5 separate regions of the Mus musculus genome follow, and all the other regions are linked to region 1. The links are chromatin contacts, called in public HiChIP or PLAC-seq, Micro-C and promoter capture Hi-C maps. All regions are on one chromosome and are shown on one strand. The core of a region is the stretch at or near the end of the contact, and the rest is flanking DNA. Distances in the headings are between cores, read along the strand shown. Region 1 holds the start of Ccdc63 (coiled-coil domain containing 63). Region 2 holds the start of P2rx7 (purinergic receptor P2X, ligand-gated ion channel, 7). Region 3 holds the start of Atxn2 (ataxin 2). Region 4 holds the start of Atp2a2 (ATPase, Ca++ transporting, cardiac muscle, slow twitch 2). Region 5 overlaps Anapc7 (anaphase promoting complex subunit 7).

Region 1 (4,067 bases), core at 1,066-3,565:
CCCCAGGTGGGTTCAGTGTACTCCCCCAGCCCGAGCAGTACCCTAGAGACCCACACCAGGACACCCCTCTTACTATTGGCCGGCGATCATACGCTGGTGGCGGAAGTTGAAGGACTTGCGGCTGTCTACCATCTTGCGGAACTGCTGCCTCAGTTTCCGTAGCTCTGCCTGGGCGAGCTGCTCCCTGGCCTTCTCGGAAAGTTCCGAAAGGCCTGAAGAGCCCTTCCTCCTGACTTTCTTCATCTGGGCAAGACAGAGAAAGAGGATGCCCACACGACCTACAGTGGTAGTCCATCTGTATTTTTTCTTCAGGGCAAGATAGAGAAAGAGGAGGCCCAGGTGACCAGAGAAGTCTCCAGGTGGGGTTCCCAGGACAAAGGGAAGCCCACCCTGGGGTGATGGCATGTGCCTGTCTGTCGTAGGGTAGACCCACCCTGGGCTGCCAGGTGACAAGTCAAACTCGATGGAGTAGTGTCTTACTGGGTTGAGAAGTCATGAGGTTCCTAAGTTTAAGTCCTACACCACTGGGAGACTTTGAGAAAGTCACTATCTCTGGCCTCCCATCTATAAAGTTAGGATGGTGGGGTAGGGATGATGGGTAGGTGAAGGGACATTGAGTGACAAGCTGTTGTCACCTACCACTGGCATTGAGATGGATCTGAGCTTCCCTTCTGCTTAGACACTGGGTCCTGGAGGTCAAAGCCAGCAAGCCCACCTCTTTCTCCGTCTCTCTTTGTCTCCTCTGTCTGCAATGTCCTGCCCAGAATGAGAGAGGAAAAAGGAAGTGGGCCACCCTGCTGGCAGTGAGGACCCATGCGCCTCTCCTCCCTCCCATAGTCCCCTTCCACCCACAGCTTGGCATACAAGGGGACACAGCAGATGGCGCCGGGTGTAACAAGAGCCCCTCCCCCCAAGATCCGATCGCACCGGAACTTCTTCCGCTCCCCAGTTTATTATTAGGACCTGGGCAGATGGCTCCAGCCTGTCACTTACCCTTCTCCTCACATCTCTAAAGGAAAGGGGCACAGAGGCCTCTGATGATCAACCTGATGGAGCTGTTTTGGTTTTTTTGACTTTGGGACAGAGTCTCCTGTAGTCGAGGCTGGCCTCAAACTCAGTATGCTGCCAAGGCTGGCCTTGATCTCCTGATCCTCCTGCCTCCACCTCCAAAGTGCTGGGATTAGAGGCATGTGCTACCATATCCGGTACTTCATGCAGGCTAGGCCAGCACTACCCACTGATACATACCTATCCCACACCCACACACACAACAGAGTTGAAACCCTGCCTACGCTGTGATTACCCCACCCATACCCCACTTCTAGGATCAGGAACCAGCAACCAGCAACCCAGAGGAACATTTTATCATATCAGAACTTGAATGCTACCTGCCCAGAGGCACTTAGGAGTGGGGACATTAGCAGACAAGCCCCAAAGGGTTGTTAGGCCCACTGTGTCCCAGAAACTGCGAGGTCCTATGTGGAATTCCAGGTTCTCCATTCACATTCTTGCCCAGCCTCTAACGGACCTCAGGTACATCTGTGCTGCTCTCTGGAGCCTCAGTTCCCCATCTAGACAGTGGGGAGGGCCACGCCCTCCCCTAATCTGCATAATCCCCTCCCACTTCCGTGGACCAGTAATTCCTGTTGTACACTGGAGAGAATTTAGTAACTGAATTTTAACCTGGGGAATCTAGGTCAGCCAGTTCCATGGGGCTCTATGAATCATACTAGCATGGGGAGAGAAACCATAAACACCAAAACCTCAAGGCTTAGCCAGACCAGAAGATGTCACTGGATCGCGTCCTATCACACCAGACAGGAAGAACTTTTCATGAGACAATTTGAAATGAAATTTCTGGGGACTTATAAATCATGAGAGTTGTGGCAGTGTGAATGTCTAAGTCGATTTGGCATACAAACAAGCGCCTACTGTGTGCTTAGTGTTGTGGGGAACTGAGCTGTGGTTCAGCCACCCTCACGACGTGATCAATTTGTTTTAAAAAGAAAACAAAAGGTGGGCGTGGTGGTGCTGGCCTGAGTGACGCGGGAGGTGGAAACAGGAAGATCATGAGGTCAAGATCTTTGGCTGTAGCTTTACTTCAAGGTCAGTCTGTGCTGTAAGTGAATGGATACGTAATAAATAAATACACAGTCGCTTGAGAGCACATATAGCTCTTTGAGTTTGGGGAGCGTTTATGGTGGCAGTGGCTGGTTCCTGCCTCACCTCTGCTCATCCCCGGCAGGGGGCGCTGTGTGTACCCTAACTTACCACCCACGGCTCCCGCGGCTCCCGGTAGTGGCGGCTCGTGTGTCTAAGTGGCAGCCAGCTCCGCACCCCGCGTTCTCCGCCCTGGAACCCGCGCCTTTGTGACAGCGGCGACTCGCGTTCTCTAAGGACAGCCGAGACAACCGGACCCACGGAGAACCCGCATTTTACCAGAGGGGACAGGGCAACGCATTCCTGGGCTACCCTCAGCTGCCCTGTGTCAAACACCTTGGCCACCTTGGCCACCAAGCCAGCTTCCATTCCCTCCCTCCCTGGGTTACTACTCTCTTTCCTCTCGCTTCACCATTAAATACCTCCTTTCTGTTACACAGTGACCTAAAACGACTTGTTTTCAGAGTTTGGAGATTAAACCTGGGGCAGGTTAGGCAATGACTTTACCCCGGTCCGCCCTTCACCATCTGGAAGTTGCCCTCGGGTCCTGCTGTTTCGGCTGCTCTCCACTGTCTGCCACTGGGTGGGCAGTGGTTAGAAACATGCCTCTCTGGCGAAGGTTTCCCATCGCGGTTCTTCCTGGGTGCAGAACTCGGCCCTCTTGCCAAGAAGAACGAGCCCCACCCCACCCCCACCCCCCCACCCCCGCCACGGCCCCTCGCGTGCGCCCCCAGTGTAGCCTAGAGCAAACAAAGCTGCCAGCGGTAAACAAATGGAACCAGCACACACAGCAAGACAGTCTCCACGGCGGTCAGATACCCAAATCAGCCCATCCTTCCCAGTCAATGCTTGGACTAGGAACGTTAAGAGACTAACTGGTGCCAGGCAGTGGATCTATCGATGCCTTTAATCCCAGCACTCGGAAAGCGGAGACAGGCAGATCTCTGAGTTCAAGGCCAGCCTGGTCTACAGAGTTGAGTTCCAGGACACCCAGAGCTACACAGAGAAACCATGTCTGGGGGCAACAGCGGGGGTGGGGTGCATTATTTCCTGGAGTCTGCCACAGGGGTGGGCTTATAATTACTGGTCGTGGTCTCAAAGGCACCAGAGGAGCTTCCCACAGCCCAAGGTTAGAGAAGAGGAAGGTGCTTTGCTGTCGCTGAAAAGGAAATAGGAGATATGCTGCCTCTGTTGGTTGCTGGCAGCCCTGTTGCAAGCCTAAGGGAGACCAGTGGCTGATGGTCTACAATGTTGGCTAGCTCCTCAGATAGTGACTGCGGGTATAGGGTAAGTATAGGGCACCCCTCCCCGGTCATCGGCCCCTGGGAAAACCTGGAGCTGCAACTTCAGGACTTTTATTAGAAGCCAAAAGAGTGGACTCTGAGTCACAGTTCTGACCCACGGTAGAGTCGTCTCAGAACTTCCCGAGTCTGTTAATTACGAGTCATTCAAACCCAAGCAACTGTCTACATCCTACAAGACCCTTATCTAGCAGTGTGCTTAGTGATAAAGAACATGGGTTAGGCCGGGCAGTGGTGGCGCATGCCTTTAGTCCCAACACTTGGGAGGCAGAGGCAGGTGGATTTCTGAGTTCGAGGCCAGCCTGATCTACAGAGTGAGTTCCAGGACAGCCAGGGCTATACAGAGAAACCATGTCTCGAAAAAACCAAAACCAACCAAACAAACAAAAAACATGGGTTAGGATTATCCCTTCCCAGAACAGTGGATGCAGAATGGCCAGTCAGTCCCCTGAACATGACACCAACCTGGCGGGCTCTGGGGGCCTTAGGAATTGTACAGAGCCTGTCTGAAGGGTAGGTGGGTGCCTTGATCACTTGCCCCCCACCCTGAAAACTACCACCCCTGGAGAATGTTCTCCACTCGCTCTGTGATATACGTGCCTCTCT
Region 2 (4,067 bases), core at 1,109-3,608, 510 kb after region 1:
ACCTGCTCCTCACTCCTTTGCATGACTGAGTACTGCTGTTCTGTCATACGGATGTGCCACGGTTTTGTTGATGCGTTCTTTAGCGGATGGATATTTTTTGGACTTGTACGCCCATTCGTTGCTATATCCCCTAGCTCCTTAGACTCCTGGAGGGGGGGGTGGTGAAGAAATGAATGCAGGGAAGGAACTGAACCGTCAGAAGCCATGGAGTTGTTACAATATGAAGCCAGGTTTGGAAATCAGGCAGCTAGCCCTCTAGTTCTACCCACTAGACTTTACTGCTCTAATGGAAGCCCTTTGGCCTACTATTTGTTACATTCATCTTTGGTGTGTGTGTGTGTGTGTGTGTGTAGCTTGCGTGACCACCTGTGCATATTTGTGCACAGTTTTAATGGAGTCAGTTCTCTCCAAGTATTCGGGTCCTGGGGACCGAACTCAGGTCATCAGGCTTGATGGCACCTTCGTCATCTCACTGGTCCCATTTATTGAAGGTTACTGTACTCCTCCGAGTTTTGAAAGAGTAGCGACAAAGGTCAGGGCAGAGTTAAGAGAAAGCGGTAAGAGTGTGCTGGCTAGGGGCTGGCGAGATGGCTCAGTGGTTAAGAGCGCCGTCTGCTTTTCCAAAGGTCCCGAGTTCAAATCCGAGCAACCACATGGTGGCTCACAACTATCCGTAACGAGATCTGATGCCCTCTTCTGGAGTATCTGAGGACAGCTATAGTGTACTTACATATAATAAATAAATAAATGTTCAAAAAAAAAAAGTGTGCTGGCTAGAGAGGGCTACAGAGGGAAGCCCTTACCCCTCCGGGGCCTCCCGAGTAAACAGAGAGGGTTGGGAGACGCATCTAGCATCACTGCCTTCTAGTCCCTTGAACTGGAGCCAACAGGGGCAGGGGCCTTGATGTAGATCATAAGGAGGAGAAAGTACAAATTAAGTTAGGCTGGAAACATGTAAGTCTGCCTGGCCCATAATGCAGCAGGCAAGACAGCAGTAGGTTGGGATGCTTGCGGGGAGATGGTTCTTTCTCCCTAGGGAGGGATAACGCCTGAGTGACTGTTGCTTCCTTTCTCTAACGTCTAACATCCCACTTGTGCCTGGAAGATTCCAGGTCTCAGAGAAGCAGCAGCCATAGCCACGTTAGGACAGAGCCTCAGACACCAGGCTCTGCAGGTGCCTCATTTGAGGACGATCGGGTCTTTATCACCCAGGACCACCGATCCACTGTGTAAACCGTGTGGGAAAGGCCTGCTTTATACATCCTGCTTTCCTACAGCCTGTCGGAGCAGGGTTTCAGCCCTGGTGTGGTCCCTCGCAACTATAGTCCCAGAATTTGTGAGCTGGAGGTGTGGGAAAGATGAAGGCTTAAGGGTCAGTCTCAGCCTCACAGTAAGTTACAGAGAAGTCTGAGTTACACGAGACCCTGTCTCAAAACAAAACAAATAGAGAATAAAACAACAAAACCGCACAGCAAAAAAAAAAAAAAAAAAAAAAAAAAAAAATCAACCAAACAAGATTTCCTCTCAACTCCACCTTCCTCAGAATTCTACAATGAGGCTACCTCTTCTACTATTTGGAGATAGCATTGGTCCTCTCTCATGAGGTGTCTCCATGGTCAGGAGGGATACTGGATGCAGCTTTGTTCTTGGTGGTCTAGGACTGACTGGACCATGAGATGACCTCCCGGGTCCCGAGCAGGATGAAGTGTAGATGGAGGAGAGAGTGAGACAAGCGTGGATATAATCTTCCCATCCCACAATGAATCTGATCTGGCAGCCATCTTTGGCAGACCAGAGTATCCCGTGGAGCAGCGGAGGACAAAGATGCCATTCAGTCATCGGGTGCACCTGTACATGTGGACTGAACAAAGGGTTGTCCGGAAAACAAAGGGATAATCTCTGTGGGGTGCGGTGGGGCTCACCTATAATCCCAGCACTCGGGAGGTGGAGGCAGGAGGATCAGAAGTTCATAGCTAGCCTTGAGTGAGTAACAAATCTAAGGTCAGCCTGGCTGCTTGAGAACAGGTCTCAAACAGGCAACAAAAGAAATGGATGGGTCTGAGTGGGGGTGGGGGGGCTTGAGGCAGTGGTCGCATCTAGGCCCTTGTCTGAGTCACACTGGGTCTTACAACATTTGAAGGACTGCCCTTTTCTCTCAAATGAAATGAGTTCCAAAAGAGCACAAGGAAAGGGGGTGGGGAGGGGGAATTTTAAAAATGCCCATCTTCTGAACACCATCTTTGTGCGGGCGTCTGGGGGAGGCTAGCGGGGCGGGGTCATCTGCCAGCCAGGCCTGTAGGACTTGGTTCTTGTTTATTCCACTCACATTCAGGGCAGTTGCCAGGACCCGCCCCCGCTGCAGTCACTGGAGGAACTGGAAGTTAACCGTTCCTGCTGAGAAATCGGTGTGTTTCCTTTGGCTGCTCCTAGGTGAGGGTTTGCTGTGGTCTAGCCTGGGAAGTAGGTCTAGCCCAAGTCCAGCCTGAACAGAGCGAGCCTGTCGCCATGCCGGCTTGCTGCAGCTGGAACGATGTCTTGCAGTATGAGACAAACAAAGTCACCCGGATCCAGAGCACGAATTATGGCACCGTCAAGTGGGTCTTGCACATGATCGTCTTTTCCTACATTAGGTAAGCGGGGCGTGGGATGGGCCGATCTCTGCAGCACTGTACAGCGTCGGCAGCCCCACGAGGCAGCTGCTGGTGCACTGGCTGGATTCTATGTGGGTCCTTAAATCTGAGACACACTCTCATAGCCCGCTGGGAGGAAACAGTAAGAGGAAGCTGTGCTTGGCTGTAGCTGGAGGAAGCCGCAGAGAGAGAGGGTGGCAGACTGTGTGCCTCCCTTTGGCCTTTTCAACTGCAGCCAAGGCCTGCCAAGATGAGCGAGCAGGGCAGGGCATGCCCGGGGAACCTGGGAGACACAGGCCAACACCCTGGGCTCCCACAGAGATAAGGGGATTTCCCTTGTGGGCTCTGAATTATCCTCCTGCTTAGGAGAGATAGAACCAGGTTTGCAAATGTCGTTTTTAGAGCATCTTGGAGGTCCTTTAAAAACCTCTTATGAAGGTACAAAATGTGTACCCCGGACTTTCACTGATTTACAGTGTTCATGTCCATGGCTTTCCATGTATTCGTCGAGCTGTGCAGCGGTCACCAAAATCAAGAACATTTTCAGCCCAGTGTGGTGGTGCATGCCTTTAGTCCCAGCACTGGGGAGGCAGAGTCCAGCCTGTCTGTCTACAAAGCAAGTTCGAGGACAGCCAGGACGACACAGAGAAACCCTTTTTTTGAAAAACAAAACCAACCAAACAAGAACATTGTTTATCAGCCTAAAAGGTTGTCCCTTAGATCAGGGACCCACCAATCCATTTTCTGTTCCTGTGGATTTACATATGTATGTATGTATGTATGTATGTATGTATGTGTGTATGTGTATGTGTATGTGTATGTGTATGTGTATGTGTATGTGTATATGTGTATGTATACACACACACATATATTTCATATAAATAGAATCACATGGCATGCGGTCCTTTGCGACTGACTCTTCCTCTTAGCATGTTTTCAGTGTTCAGGTATGTGTTAGAGCGAGTGTGTTGATGCTGTAGACTATTTATGACTGGATAACACTCCACTGTATGTAAGTACAATACTATATAAGTAGACAGCCCTCTAGAGACTTCTTACTCATTCACCAGATTTACTTGGGGTTGCTTCTCTCTTTGTTACCTGGACATATGTCCTAATCTCTCCTGGGTTTACCTGGGGCTGGGGTGGGAGAGGGGGACTTGTTAGGTCATGTGACAACTGCATGCACCCTGGTAGGCACTGCTAGACTGTCCTCTGTGGCAGCTTCACCTTTTCACCTTAGAGCATCCGTCTCCACTCTGTCCACATCCTCACCAACGGGCGATGCTGTGGCTTTCAGACTGGAACTAACCTAGTGGGTGTGAAGTGCTCTCTCATTGTGGCTTTGGCTCCCGTTTCCCTGATGATGATAAGGATGGTGCTTTTGACGACGTGTGTGGTGTTGCTGTAGTTTACAGAGAGTGAGAGTGGCCTCTG
Region 3 (4,067 bases), core at 897-3,396, 420 kb before region 1:
GGGGTTGGTGGTTGGAGACAGGGTTTGTCTGTCTAGCCATGGCTGTCTTGGAACTCACTCTGTAGACTAGGTTGGCCTAGAATTTAGAAATTCACCTGCCTCTGCCTCCCAAGTGCTGGGATTAAAGGCCTGCGCCACCACTGCCGGGCTCAAGTAATGTTTTAAACCCTAGATTTGTTACTTATTTTGGCTTCTTTTGGAAACAGTGTTTCACAGAGCTGGTAAAAATGTACTATGTAGTAGTAGCCAAGGTTGGCCTTGAACTCTTTTCCCTGTGACCTCTATCTCCCGAATGCTGGGATTCAAGGCTTTGCTTTCATGTCAGGCTTCTTCAGGGTCACTTTTTCAAGGACCACCACATCTAGGAAGGCTAACTTTCCCTCTCTCCATGTTCTTGGGAAATAACAATGACCTTTTAGAAAGTGTTCACCAAATATGACAATTTTTATTTGGGCTATGTAGGTTAATTGAATTTCAACTGGACTACTAGTAACTCTTATATACGTTCTAAGTTTTTCTTTTTAATTATTCACAGGTGGACCAGGGGTGTGGAGCTGGAGAGGCAATGCTATACTCCCTATCTAAAACTGACACCCCAGATCCATTTTTCTCTCTTTTTTTTTTAAAGTCATATTTATGGCCAGTCATGGTGAAGCAGGTCTTTGATCTCAGCAGGCAGGTGGATCTATGTGAGTTCCAGAACAGCCAGGGCTGTTACACAGAGAAACCCTGTCTCGGAAAAAACCAAACAAGAACAAAAACCACCACCGACAAGGTCATACTTATATTGCTTATATATGTGTGGCACAATCCAAGGGTGGAGGGCTGGGGACAATTCCAAGCATTTAAGTTTTCTTCTTCCACATGCCAGCTCCAGGGTTGAGAGTTAGGTGGTGAGCTTAGGCAGCCTGGGCCTTTACCTTCTGAGCTATCTGCTAGCTACTTAAAAAAAAAAAAATCCATGTAGACCAACAAGTCTGGAACTCAAGAGATCCAGTTGCCTGTCCAGAGCTGGGATTAAAGGCATGTGCCATAACCAGGGGTAACTCTTCATTGAATTGCCCCTTCTTGAGACTGGGTCTCTTGTAGCTTAGCCTGGCCTAGAATTCCCTCATGAAGGTGAAGATGACCTTGACTGTCTAATCCTCCTTCCATTTCCCAAGTGCTCGTACTACAGGCAAGAACACCATGCCTGCCTTTAATTCACTGGAATGACTTTAATAGGTTGAGGGTTTTTTTTTTTCCCTCGGCCCATCACCTTCTTAAGCAATTTCACTTAGAAAAGAAAGAAAAAAAAAAAAACCAATTTAAACTCATTTGAAAAAAGTTAACCATTTGTTTCCAATTTAATTACAACACCTTAAAAAAAAAAACGGACCAGTGTTTGGTGGCCTTCCCGAGTTAAAGTAAAAGTTTTTAAAAGGGGTCAAGGTCTAAAGTTGACATTCTTGGGAAAGTCTGTTTAGTCTTCACCGAGGGAGACCCCATCACCCAGTTCTACTACCAATCAGGTCCATTTCCCTTCGGGTCCCCTGAAGGAGGAACTAAGAAGTCCGAGCGAGCTAGGGGGAAAAAAAAAAAGAGGGTTCAAATGAAGGTCAGAGACCCAACAGTTCGCCGGGGTGAATAAAGTGGGGCAAAGTGAAGCAGCTGGCGGTGGCTTCTGAGGCGGCAAGCTTCCCCACGCTGGCAGGGCAAGTCGGCACGCAGTGGCACCTGGGGGCCTACTGTGTGCCAGGCCCCGATTGCAGGTCCCCGCCCCGAAGGTGCCCGCAGGCCATCCTCTAAGTTGTGATTTGGTGGGGTGGGGGTGGGGTGAAATCAAGGTCCTCCAAGGGGGTCGAGGACACCCGAGCAGCTCACGGCGCCCGTCCCCGAAGCAGATCCCGAAGTTCAGACCCGCCTTGGCGAGGGCGGATCCCTCCTGGCCCCCTCCACGGCCCTAGTTCGACCCCGGGGAGAGCGAACGCGGCCCAGCGCTGCGCCCCGCTCCTCACGTGTCCCTGATCGGCCCCCCGGGCCGTCTCACGTTCGACTTCCGCCTGACCCTTCCGACTTCCGGTAAAGAGTCCCCCCCCCCACCCCCGACACCTCCCCCGCCCCGGGTCTGTTTCGCATCTCCGCGCCCTCCAGGCCCGCGTCAACCCCGTCCGCGTCCGCCAGCCCGGGTCCCATGCGTTCGTCCACCGCCGCCGCTCAGCGGCCCGCGGCGGGGGACCCCGAGCCGCGCCGCCCGGCGGGCTGGGCCGCGCGGCGCTCGCTCCCGCGGACGGCGCGGCGCGGCGGGCGGGGCGGCGCGGTGGCGTATCCCTCCGCCGGCCCTCCCCCGCGCGGCCCCGGCGCCCCTCCCCGCGGGCCGCGCTCGCCACCCTGCGCCTCAGACTGTTTTGGTAGCAACGGCCACGGCGCGTCCCGGCCCGGCTCCCGGCGGCTGCTCGGTGTCTGCGGGCCTCCCCGCCCCTTCGTCGTTGTCCTGCTGCCTCTGGCCCCCGCGGCCACGCCGGCCCGCGCCTGCCCGCCCGGCGTCCGCGCGTCCCCGCCGCGCTCCGGCGTCTCCTCCTCGGCGCGCCCGGCACCCGGCTGTCCCCGCCCGGCGTGCGAGCCGGTGTATGGGCCGCTCACCATGTCGCTGAAGCCGCAGCCGCAGCCGCCCGCGCCCGCCACTGGCCGCAAGCCCGGCGGCGGCCTGCTCTCGTCGCCCGGCGCCGCGCCGGCCTCGGCCGCGGTGACCTCGGCTTCCGTGGTGCCGGCCCCGGCCGCGCCGGTGGCGTCTTCCTCGGCGGCCGCGGGCGGCGGGCGTCCCGGCCTGGGCAGGTGGGTGTCAGCTCCCCCAGCCCCCTCCGCGCCGGGCCGATCCCGCGCCGCTCGTCCCCTCCCCCGCCTCGCGCCCCGTGACCGGCCGGCTTCGCGATGTGCCGGGGGGCCCGCGGAGGGGCGGGAGGCGCCGGCAGATTCCTTCGGGCTTCTCGGGCCGTGTCCAGCCTCCCGCACCATCGCGTCCCCTCCCCCCAGACGGCCAAGATGGACGGCCCTGGCGGCCCCCTGCCCCTCCCGGGTGTGCCAGGGGCGATTGGTATCCCGCCCCACCCCCTTGCTGCGCCCCCCCCCCCGATAGAAGGGCGGCTGAGCCTGGGTGCGGGTCGCAGGGGGTGGGGGGATCCTCTCCTGAAATGAGCCTCTTTGCCGGGTGGGGAGTCGGGAGGGAGGAGGGGAGATTGAGGCCCAGCCGCCCCAGGTAGGGTCAAGCCGGGTGTCCTGCATATCTATCCCCCGCCCCGCAGACCCTGGGAAGGTGGGCGACGGAGGCGAGGTGGGTGCCAGCGGCCTAACGCACCCATCCCCCTTTAGATCTGGGGCGGCGGGGTTCCCGCAGCGGGCCGTTCTTCCCCTCCCCCCCCCCAACTGGGGAAGGGGTGGGAGTGCCCGGCTCCCTCCAGGCCCGCCTCCCTCCTTCCCCGCAAGGTCCCCTGCGCGCGGGTGGTGGCCGATCCGCATTGCTGTTCCTCGTCCGCGGAGCAGAAGGCGCCTTTGAATAGAGGTGGGCGAGGGCCGGACTCTTGAGGTGGGTTGGCCGCGGGCTCTGGACACGCACCGCATTTTCCCTCCCAACCCCCCCCCCCCCCGGCCCAGTTCCTGCAATTTTTAGGGGTGAGGCGCCGCAACAGAGGAGTTGGTGCGGGTCCGAAGGCAACAACTCCCGAGTGTTGGCTTGCGCCCTGGTCCCCCTCTCCCCTTCCCTGGGCCCGATCTCGTTGGTAGGCTGGGGTGCTGTCCTGTGTGACTGGACTCTGGAGGGTGTGTGCGTGCGGGGGTGGGGAGTGGTGGGGGTGCTTGTCAGTTCGTATTTCACGAACTAAGAAAATGCTTAGTGTTAAAACGGAGAGGCAGATGCCAATAGACTCCATTCCATTGTGGCCGGTGTCCTTAACTTGGGAAACGCCGCCGCCAGAGCTTACCAAGGGCATGCAAGTCCTTTTCCCCTGTGCCCCTGTGTTACAGGCACTACTGTGCCTCCCTCTGGCCTAGGCCTGGCTGGCAGGGCCTGGAGCAGCCTCCTCCTTAAATAG
Region 4 (4,067 bases), core at 794-3,293, 370 kb after region 1:
ATTTAGAACCAAGAATACTGAACTTTGCTCTCTTACTCTAGGAATCACTCAAGACAGGGGTCCAGGTTAGATGCCACCCTAGAGGTCAGTGACCAAATTTGGTCAACAGTGGTGCCATCACTGCCGTCATCATTCTTGTCACTGTCAGGAACAACTGTCACCTTGCCACCACCAGGAAGGCAAAGCAACTGGAATATTCCTTTTGTACGATCTATTTACAGAGTGCCCAACATCATCGTAGTGTGATCTTACAACATGATAACAAATGGAAGAACCCCAACAGAAAAGGACTTAGAGTGAGGAACTTTCTGATACTAAAAACTGGTGAGACACAAGAATTCCAGAGACCCTGCGCAGTCAGGGGTCACCTCTCACTGCACTGTAACCTAAGCAAAACAGCTTCTATCATTTTCCCCCCTCTAATTCTTGAGTTATTTTGTTTGTTTGTTTTTAAACACGGAAACTCAATGGTAATTATTTATTTTCTGGTGTCCCAACGAAATTCTTTCAACTTTTATGGGGAGACAAAATAATTTTTTAAATACTTACGAAAGATATACATGCTGCCAGCAGTAAAATTCTAACTAGTAAGTCTTCAAACTGCTCAATCACAAGTTCCAGCAAGGTTTTTCCTGTTAGAAAAGGAAAGGAAAAAAAAAAAAAAAAAAAACAAACCATTTGTTTCAATTGTCCACATCAATCAGCCTGCACACATCATCTCTCCAAAATAACATGTTAATATTATTTACCTTCTTCAGCCGGCAATTCTAGAAGGCCGAAATTCGACAGCAACGTGTCAGGAGGAAAGCAGAAAGAAAAATGAAGATATTGTATTAGCGCTTTTATTAAAAACTGCTAAATTCACCACCATCGTTGTCTGAATGGCGGATATAGGTGTATGAACGTACAACAATCTGTCTCCACTTTGATACCCCGAGAAAATTATTCAGCCCTGGTAATCAGTGGCCTCGGAACTGCCCGTAAGCCCTCTCCGGCCTCCAGGACCATGCAGTCATTTCAGCTGGGTCATCACTTCTGCCAGATGTGCAACTTTGGGGAGCACAAGAAACGGTCCGAGGGTTTCTCAACAACATCGACGCCTCATAAATCCGCGGGGGACTCAGCCCAGCCGCAGGAACCTCCTCCCTCCTTCCCACTCCCTCTCCCCCCCCCCCAATCCGACTCGCTGAGCGCCGGCCGGGAAGGTCACCGGCTCGAGACCCCTAGAGGTCGGCGATGGCCCAGACCCGCGCGTGGACCGCCCGGCCTCTCGCAGCCGTCGGGCGCCGCGCCGAGCCAAGCCCCACGAGGTGGAGCCGGGTCAGCCATCTTCCTTGGCGCTCGGGCCCGCGCCGCGCCGCTGCAGCCCCGGCGCCCCGCACCTACCGTTGGAGCCCCATCTCTCCTTGAGCTTCTTGACCTGCTCCAAGCTCAGCCCCGTGCTCTCGTTGACCCCGAAGTGGCCCAGCACCTCCTCCACGGTCTTTGTGTGAGCGTTCTCCATGGCTGCGGGGGCCCCGGCCGGCCTCGCCTCGCGTCCCCGCGGCCTCCTCGCCTACCGCCTCGCACTCCGGCCGCGGGCTCGTGCCACCGCGGGCGCCCGGGCGCGGACAGCTGTCCCCTCCTTTTTCTTCTCCTCCTCCTCCTCCGCGGCGGCGGCGGCCGCTTCCGCCTGACCGGGGCGCTGAATCACCCGAGCCCCCTCCCCCAGAAACCGCCGCACGCGGCCCGGCCTCGCCGAGCCCGCCCGAGGGACTGCGAGCCTCCCGCCCCGCCGCGAGTGTGGGTCGCTTCAGCAGCTGCCAGCCGGCCGCGGGCAGCGCAGGCCCCGGGCGCTGCGCCGAGGAGACGGGGCGCAGATGAGGAGCGGCGCCGGGCCGAGCCCTCGGCGCCGGGAACCGCGAGGCAGGCGACGGGAGAGGAGCTGCGCGGCGCGCCGGCCCGAGCCCCTCAGCTCTGCACCCCCGACAGCGGCGGCGGAGGGAACTGCGGCGGAGGAGACGGGAGGTGGCGGCGTCGGGGACGGCTCCGCGGAGGCTGCTCTAATAGCATTTATCCGCCGCTGCCTCCCCTCTCGCCGCCGCCGCGGCATGTGGACGCCGCTCATTGGCCGAGAGAGCCCCCAGCGCGGCGCGGGCGGCGCGGCCCCGCCCCCTCCTCCGGCGCCCTCCCGCGCGCGCGCACCGCGCGCCCACGCCGCCAGCAGGCCCCGCCTCCTCCCGCGCGCCGCCCCCCAGGAACCCGGATCGAGGCCGCGCGCGGCGCCTGTGCGCGCGCACGGGGCCAGGGCCACCTCTGCGTCCACGCTGTGCTCGATGCGCTGCGGCCACCGGCGCGGGCGGAGGGTGAGCCTGACTTTTCCGGGGCCACGGCTTTTCCCGTATCGACCGCGCGCGGGGATAGAGCGCGGAGTTCACGGGTGGGCGCTCTGTGCTGGTTGCCCTGCCGCTGAGGTTGGGGACTGGCTGGGACCGCGCATTGGCAGGGAGGCTCGGGAACGCAGGGGGGCCGAGGCGCGCTCGCACTGGTGTCCTTGGCTTGCCTCCGCGTCCTGGGCAGCGCGAGCCGTGCTCTGCATCCTAATGTCTCCTTCAGAGCCCCCCTCAGCAACCAAGGGGAGGAATTCCGCAGTTCCCTTCCCACACAGCCAAAAGCGCTCATCTGTCGCCTCGGGAACACCGCATCCCACACCCCCAGCCGAAAGCCTCATCTCCATCGCACGCCAACACCAGCCCTTCCTTCCCCTGCGGGTTCTGTGCCCCGACAGGGAATCCCACTCTTGGGGGAGGAAGGAGGAAGTTTTATTTCGTTTTTAGTAGCTCACACAGCCTTTGACACACGTCTGCATAGAAGTCACAGGTTATGCTGTAGCAGCTATGCTAGGTGGCTTGGCTTTGGCTTCCAAATGATGGCTGCTATATAAGACTTCCACTTCCCCCAATGCGAGAGAAGGAGCCTTCAATCCCAAATCTATTCTTAAACCACAGATCATCTGTTGTTTCTGTGAGGTCTGTACAGAGCCTAGCATGCAAGGTAATTTTGCCAATATAAAGAGGCTATACGGAGCCCGCCTGTGATCCCACGAACAGAAGTGGAAGCCACGGGATCAAGAGTTCAAGGTCATGGACAGACACTGAAGGAGTTTAGGAGCAGTCTTCCACGTTGGACCTTGTCTAAAACATACAAAATAAATTTAAAAAGCAGAGGAATGTGGGAAGCCATACTTAACAGGGAGGAGGCCCTTTGCATTGAATTTGCAAATATCTTCACAAAATGCGGCTTCATGAAGGGCATAGATTGCAAAATAAAGCATTTCATCTTCTTGAGTGTTTAGCAACGCCACCCCCCCCCCCCAATCACTTGAGACGTCCCACAAGGCTCCGCCTCAAGACTTAAGATAGATTCCTTCAGCAGATGCAAATCATGGTGCTTTACCCGACTGAAAAAAAAAATCAAGTACGTCACTTCATTTAATTATTTCCAAGGAGTGGAGGCTGGCACGCAGTTCTGATTGATACTTGGAACAGGACCAACAGAACCCTACACGAAACAAACAAACAAAAATTCTAGTGTATAGCAATGCACTCCCTAGAAGCAAGGTGGAAACTGGTTAGGTCACAGCCTCTTCTGGAGGATCAGGTGACTGCCTGCGAGGTGGGGGGTGAGAGGGTGGGAGGGATGGAGAGCTGGTGGGTCTCCCTCCTAGCTGGATTCCAGTTCTGTCGTACCTACAGCAAGGGGCACTGAGAGTAGGAAGGTCATGACCTCTCTTAGTTTGTCTGTGATGCTCACTGGGTTTGGCTTTTGTTCTGTAGTCCCCTCCTTCAGGGGCTGGAGGTGCACCCTACAACACGGGTTCCCAGTTTTTCCCTCAGGCCATCTTCCTCCTTGTCCGGTCCCCTCCTGAAAGATGTTTGGTGGTTTTTTTTGTTTTGTTTTTCCAGAGCTGAGGACCGAACCCAGGGCCTTGAGCTTGCTAGGCAAGCTCTCTACCACTGAGCTAAATCCCCGAGTCCCCCCCACCCCCCGGAAAGATGCTTTATTATCTAAAGCAGCTCCCCTCCCCA
Region 5 (4,067 bases), core at 838-3,337, 310 kb after region 1:
ATGTGTGTGCATAGTAGGTCATAGGTCAGATTTTGGAAGTGGTTTGTCTGTTCCATGTGGGTCCTGGTGACTAAACATTGCTTCCTCCAGCTTGGGGACAGTCTTCTTTACCCACAGCCATTTCCCAGGTCCTTCTCTGACTTTTTCTTTAGTTTTTTGTGTGAGTGGTATGCTTTTATGTAAGTATGTGCACCATGTGAGTTCATGCCCTCAGAGGTCGGAAGAGGAGGTCACTTGGCCTGGAACTAGAGATACACGTGGTTGTGAGCCACCACTGCGTGGGTGCTGGGAACTGAACCCAGGCCTCTGCCAGAAGAAGAATTCTTACCTCTGAACCATTTTCTCTGGCTCTTCTTTGCCTTTTCTGAGGCCTGTTTCCTGCTTTGCTAGAAAAGCCTCTTACCGTGTCCTTTCTTTCAGGGATGGATGTTTACGGCTACCTCCTGGCACGAGAAGGGCGGCTGGAGGATGTGGAGAACCTTGGCTGCCGCCTCTTCAACATTTCTGATCAGCATGCAGAGCCCTGGGTGGTCTCCGGGTATGGGGTTCACTCTCCTTTCTCCCCATTTTTAATAGGGGTTTTGAAAAGAGATTCTTTAAAGAGAATATCAGTTAATTTTTGGTTAGCTTATGTTTGTTTTGTTTTGCTTCTTTACTGATCTCTGGCTTGTAGCTGTAAGCATAATTTGTAATTGTGATCATGTATACAGACTTTTTTGTTGTTGTTTTGTTTTTTTTTCTAGACAGGGTTTCTCTGTGTAGCCCTGGCTGTCCTGGAACTCACTCTGTAGACCAGGCTGGCCTTGAACTCAGAGATCCACCTGCCTCTGCCTCCCAAGTGCTGGGATTAAAGGTGTGCGCATCACTGCCCGGCTGTATAAAAACTCTTAATTGATAGCCACAGCTGGAGCCTGGGTCCTTTGAAGAGAGACTGCTGTGGGTTTTCACAAGATGATCAGTGGATTCCTGATAAGGAGACTTGGTGAACACAAGTCTCTTTCCAGAGGTTGGGGGTTAGGTAACTGTAGGTCTTAGAGGTGGCATCAAAGGAGGCCTTGGCAAAGTTGCCCAGGGTGGCAGTGCAGCCTCTGGCTGAAGTGTAGCAGTCATCTATACCGGCCAACATCAGTAACTTCTTGGGCACAGGAGCAGAGACAATGCCAGTGCCTCTGGGGGCAGGGATGAGGCGCACCAGCACAGAGCCACAGTACCTGACACACATATTTGGAAGTCATAGAACAATTAGCAAGAGCAGTGTAGGTCTTAGGAAGTACTAGGCTTGCCTGCAAGCACCTTGGACAGCTTTTTTGTTTGTTTTTTAAAGATTTATTATACATAAGTACACTGTAGCTGTCTTCAGACACTCCAGAAGAGGGAGTCAGATCTCGTTCCAATGGTTATGATGGTTATGTGGTTGCTGGGAATTGAACTCAGGACCTTCGAAGAGCAGTCGGTGCTCTTACCTGTTGCGCCATCTCACCAGCCCTAGTTTGTTTTTAAAGACAGTTTGTCGGCTTCCCAAGTGCTAGGATTCAGAAATTCTCTATAGTCTGGTGTTAAGCCTTCTTCAGAGGCTTCTCTCAGAGAACTTGTGGTTTTTTTTTCCCCAGATGCCACAGCTTCTATAGCAAGCGCTACTCTCGGGCCCTGTACTTAGGTGCCAAGGCCATCCAGCTGAACAGCAACAGCGTCCAGGCTCTGTTACTCAAGGGGGCGGCGCTTAGGAACATGGGGAGGGTCCAGGAAGCCATCATACACTTTCGGGAGGCCATCAGGCTTGCGCCTTGTCGCTTGGACTGTTACGAAGGTAAGCCGGGGACCTGCCGATGCGGTGTCGGCCTGACAGCTGCGCCCAGATGGCAGTGGTGTTGGTCAGAGTTTGCTGGTGCTGTGCTGTGTTAGAGGCAGGGCAGCTGGGGAAAGCAGCAGCTGTGACACGGAACTCTGAGTTTCTCCAGCCTGGGCAGCTGAGCTGCTTTTTAAAACAGTTTTTATTGTTAATATTTCTTTTGAGGCTGGATGTCACTGCAGCCCAGCAGAGCTGTGCCAGGTTTAGCGACATTTGGTGACTGAGTCACTGACACTAAAATAGCTCTTCCAAGATCCTGTCCCTCTAGACCTCGTCGTAGGAATTAACAATAAGCTCAGCAGTCTGCCTCGTAACAGGAAGATGAGGTCAAAGTTGAAGAGAAAAATTTGAAGTCAAGAAAAAGAAAAATCTGCTTTTATAGCTAGAGGGCCTTGCTGGGTCATTCTTCACAGCTCCTTAGAACACTAGAGTGAAGGAAGGCGCTGCGGGAGTGGGCGCAGCCTGGGGCAGAGCTCAGGAGGGGCTGGTGAGCCATCCTGCCTGGCATCTCTGCTCTCTGTGTTTCAGGTCTCATAGAGTGTTACTTAGCTTCTAACAGCATCCGAGAAGCAATGGTGATGGCCAACAATGTTTACAAAACTCTGGGTGCAAACGCTCAGACGCTTACGCTGTTAGCCACCGTGTGTCTGGAAGATCCAGTGACCCAGGAGAAAGCCAAAACTCTGTTAGATAAAGCCCTGGCGCAGAGGCCGGACTACGTCAAGGCCGTGGTGAAGAAAGCAGAGCTGCTCAGTGAGTACTACACTTGCATGTTCTGTTGTCCTTCCCCCGCAGCATCCTCCTCTCCCTGAGGCTTACAGATGACCGAGCAGCTCTGAGCCTGCTAAAGTGCTTTACACAGCCAGATGTGGCTTAGACCTGCTTGGGTTGGTTTAAACCAGCTAACACCACTTGGTAGTTGTTGTGTTCATCTCACTTTATTTTTGAACTAGTTTAGTCTGGTCCAGAAGCCTTCGGTCAGTTGACTAGTTCTGAGCCATGGGAATTCTCTGAGTTTTGTTCTTCTTGCTTCTGGCACATTCCTAAGTTTATATGATGCTATGAAGAGGGTATTCTGGCTCGGGATTCTACTGCAGGGCCACTGGCCTTCTTGCTAGCATCCGGAGTCCAGAGGCAGCATGGGCTATCACAGGAGGTGGGGGCGTTTGTTCTGACCCACGGTAATCTCTGTGCTTTCACTGGTTTGGGAATAAAATTGAATTCTTTTTTTTTCTTTTCTATTTTTGTTACGTTTAAGAGTATATATATGCTGGGCAATGGTGGTGCACGCATTCAATCCCAGCCTTTGGGAGGCAGGTAGATCTGTGAATTTGAGGCCAACCTTGTCTACAGAGTGAGTTCCCGGTCAGCCTGTCTGCAAAAGAAAAAATTTTTTTGAAGTTTCAGGGAACAGGTTTAGTGGTTTGGGTAACGATGCCACTAAGACTGACGAGGTCAGTCCTGAGACCTACACGGTAAGACAGGCAGCTCCCACAGATTGCCCTCTGACCATCACCACGTGCTGTGTGTGGCATGCTTGCCCCTCCATATAAGTTAATGTAACACATGGTTTTTAAAGATGCAGTACTCATGCCAATTTCCCAGTGAAATAGAGACCGCATGCACAGGCCCCTTGTAAGCCCTGTAGCGCCTTTGAGGGTATCTCTGAGAAAGTTGTCATGTCACAGTGGGTGTGACTGCACTACTGAGCGTGAAGATTGTCTTTCTCCAGGCAGGGAACAGAAATATGAAGATGGAATTGCTCTGCTGAGAAATGCGCTGGCCAACCAGAGTGACTGTGTCCTGCATCGGATCCTGGGGGACTTCCTAGTAGCTGTGAACGAGTACCAGGAAGCGATGGACCAGTACAGTATAGCACTGAGGTAGGTGCTCGGCCTCCACGGGAGGGAAAGAGAGGAGGCAGGGCCTGTGTGGCAGGTCTGCAAACACGCGTGCCCACAGTTGAAGGCAGGATGAGAATAGTAACGAGAGAAGGTGTTTGTGAATTCATGACTCCTGACATATTTTCCTAAAGCACATTAGCGGAGTTATCCTTCTTCCCCAGCCCACATCCGAGCAGCACCCAGGCTGACTGTACAGCTCTCCTGTGCTTGCCCACACCCCATGGCTTCAGAGGGTTACGTCTAGTGGAGATTTTACAGTCTGCTTTTTAAAATCTATTGCTAAGTATGTTCCTGTGTTTCTGTCTACTATAGTA

What was found. Promoter capture Hi-C pulls out the DNA fragments that hold promoters and counts their contacts. A called contact is a pair of places that touch in the nucleus more often than the background predicts. HiChIP or PLAC-seq counts read pairs in DNA pulled down with a chosen protein or histone mark.
Region 2: a Micro-C map of embryonic stem cells shows a contact between it and region 1, with 2.6 times the contacts expected there. The contact joins the promoter of P2rx7 here to the promoter of Ccdc63 in region 1. A contact is called at or near these places in 4 of 39 promoter capture datasets (cranial neural crest, embryonic stem cells, erythroid cells and 1 more), 6 of 484 Hi-C or Micro-C datasets (B cells, the Ba/F3 cell line, Th1 cells and 3 more), 4 of 115 datasets of contacts at active chromatin or transcription factors (T-cell acute lymphoblastic leukemia, bone marrow-derived macrophages, memory CD8 T cells and 1 more) and 1 of 9 other capture datasets (adipose tissue).
Region 3: a contact with region 1 is called in an H3K4me3 HiChIP or PLAC-seq map of embryonic stem cells, with 13 read pairs. The contact joins the promoter of Atxn2 here to the promoter of Ccdc63 in region 1. A contact is called at or near these places in 5 of 115 datasets of contacts at active chromatin or transcription factors (the SCID.adh cell line, bone marrow-derived macrophages, embryonic stem cells and 2 more).
Region 4: a promoter capture Hi-C map of erythroid cells shows a contact between it and region 1, with 18 times the contacts expected there. The contact joins the promoter of Atp2a2 here to the promoter of Ccdc63 in region 1. A contact is called at or near these places in 4 of 39 promoter capture datasets (cranial neural crest, erythroid cells, neutrophils and 1 more) and 4 of 115 datasets of contacts at active chromatin or transcription factors (the 230-238 cell line, extraembryonic endoderm stem cells, large pre-B cells and 1 more).
Region 5: a contact with region 1 is called in an H3K27ac HiChIP or PLAC-seq map of cardiomyocytes, with 4 times the contacts expected there. The contact joins the enhancer-like site here to the promoter of Ccdc63 in region 1. A contact is called at or near these places in 1 of 115 datasets of contacts at active chromatin or transcription factors (cardiomyocytes) and 2 of 9 other capture datasets (adipose tissue and pancreatic islet).

The regions. Positions count from the first base shown.
Region 1 is chr5:122,129,650-122,133,716 of GRCm38.p6, forward strand. Ccdc63 (coiled-coil domain containing 63) reads right to left here and starts at 2,316. Exons shown (of 12, transcript NM_001384199.1): 1 at 2,272-2,316; 2 at 640-756; 3 at 74-306. The coding sequence starts at 648.
Region 2 is chr5:122,641,569-122,645,635 of GRCm38.p6, forward strand. P2rx7 (purinergic receptor P2X, ligand-gated ion channel, 7) reads left to right here and starts at 2,359. Exons shown (of 13, transcript NM_011027.4): 1 at 2,359-2,630. The coding sequence starts at 2,506.
Region 3 is chr5:121,709,463-121,713,529 of GRCm38.p6, forward strand. Atxn2 (ataxin 2) reads left to right here and starts at 2,147. Exons shown (of 25, transcript NM_009125.2): 1 at 2,147-2,814. The coding sequence starts at 2,174.
Region 4 is chr5:122,500,182-122,504,248 of GRCm38.p6, forward strand. It overlaps Atp2a2 (ATPase, Ca++ transporting, cardiac muscle, slow twitch 2), which reads right to left and starts at 2,044. Exons shown (of 20, transcript NM_001110140.3): 1 at 1,387-2,044; 2 at 750-767; 3 at 550-632. The coding sequence starts at 1,504.
Region 5 is chr5:122,437,709-122,441,775 of GRCm38.p6, forward strand. It overlaps Anapc7 (anaphase promoting complex subunit 7), which reads left to right. Exons shown (of 11, transcript NM_019805.4): 7 at 421-538; 8 at 1,611-1,807; 9 at 2,378-2,602; 10 at 3,582-3,732. Among named protein-coding and RNA genes, the nearest start is that of Anapc7, 17 kb to the left of the region's middle. Within about 2 kb of position 2,088, at least 21 of the 459 cell types and tissues checked have an H3K27ac peak or open chromatin away from gene starts, as enhancers often do. A contact at or near this core is called in adipose tissue and cardiomyocytes, where this site is marked.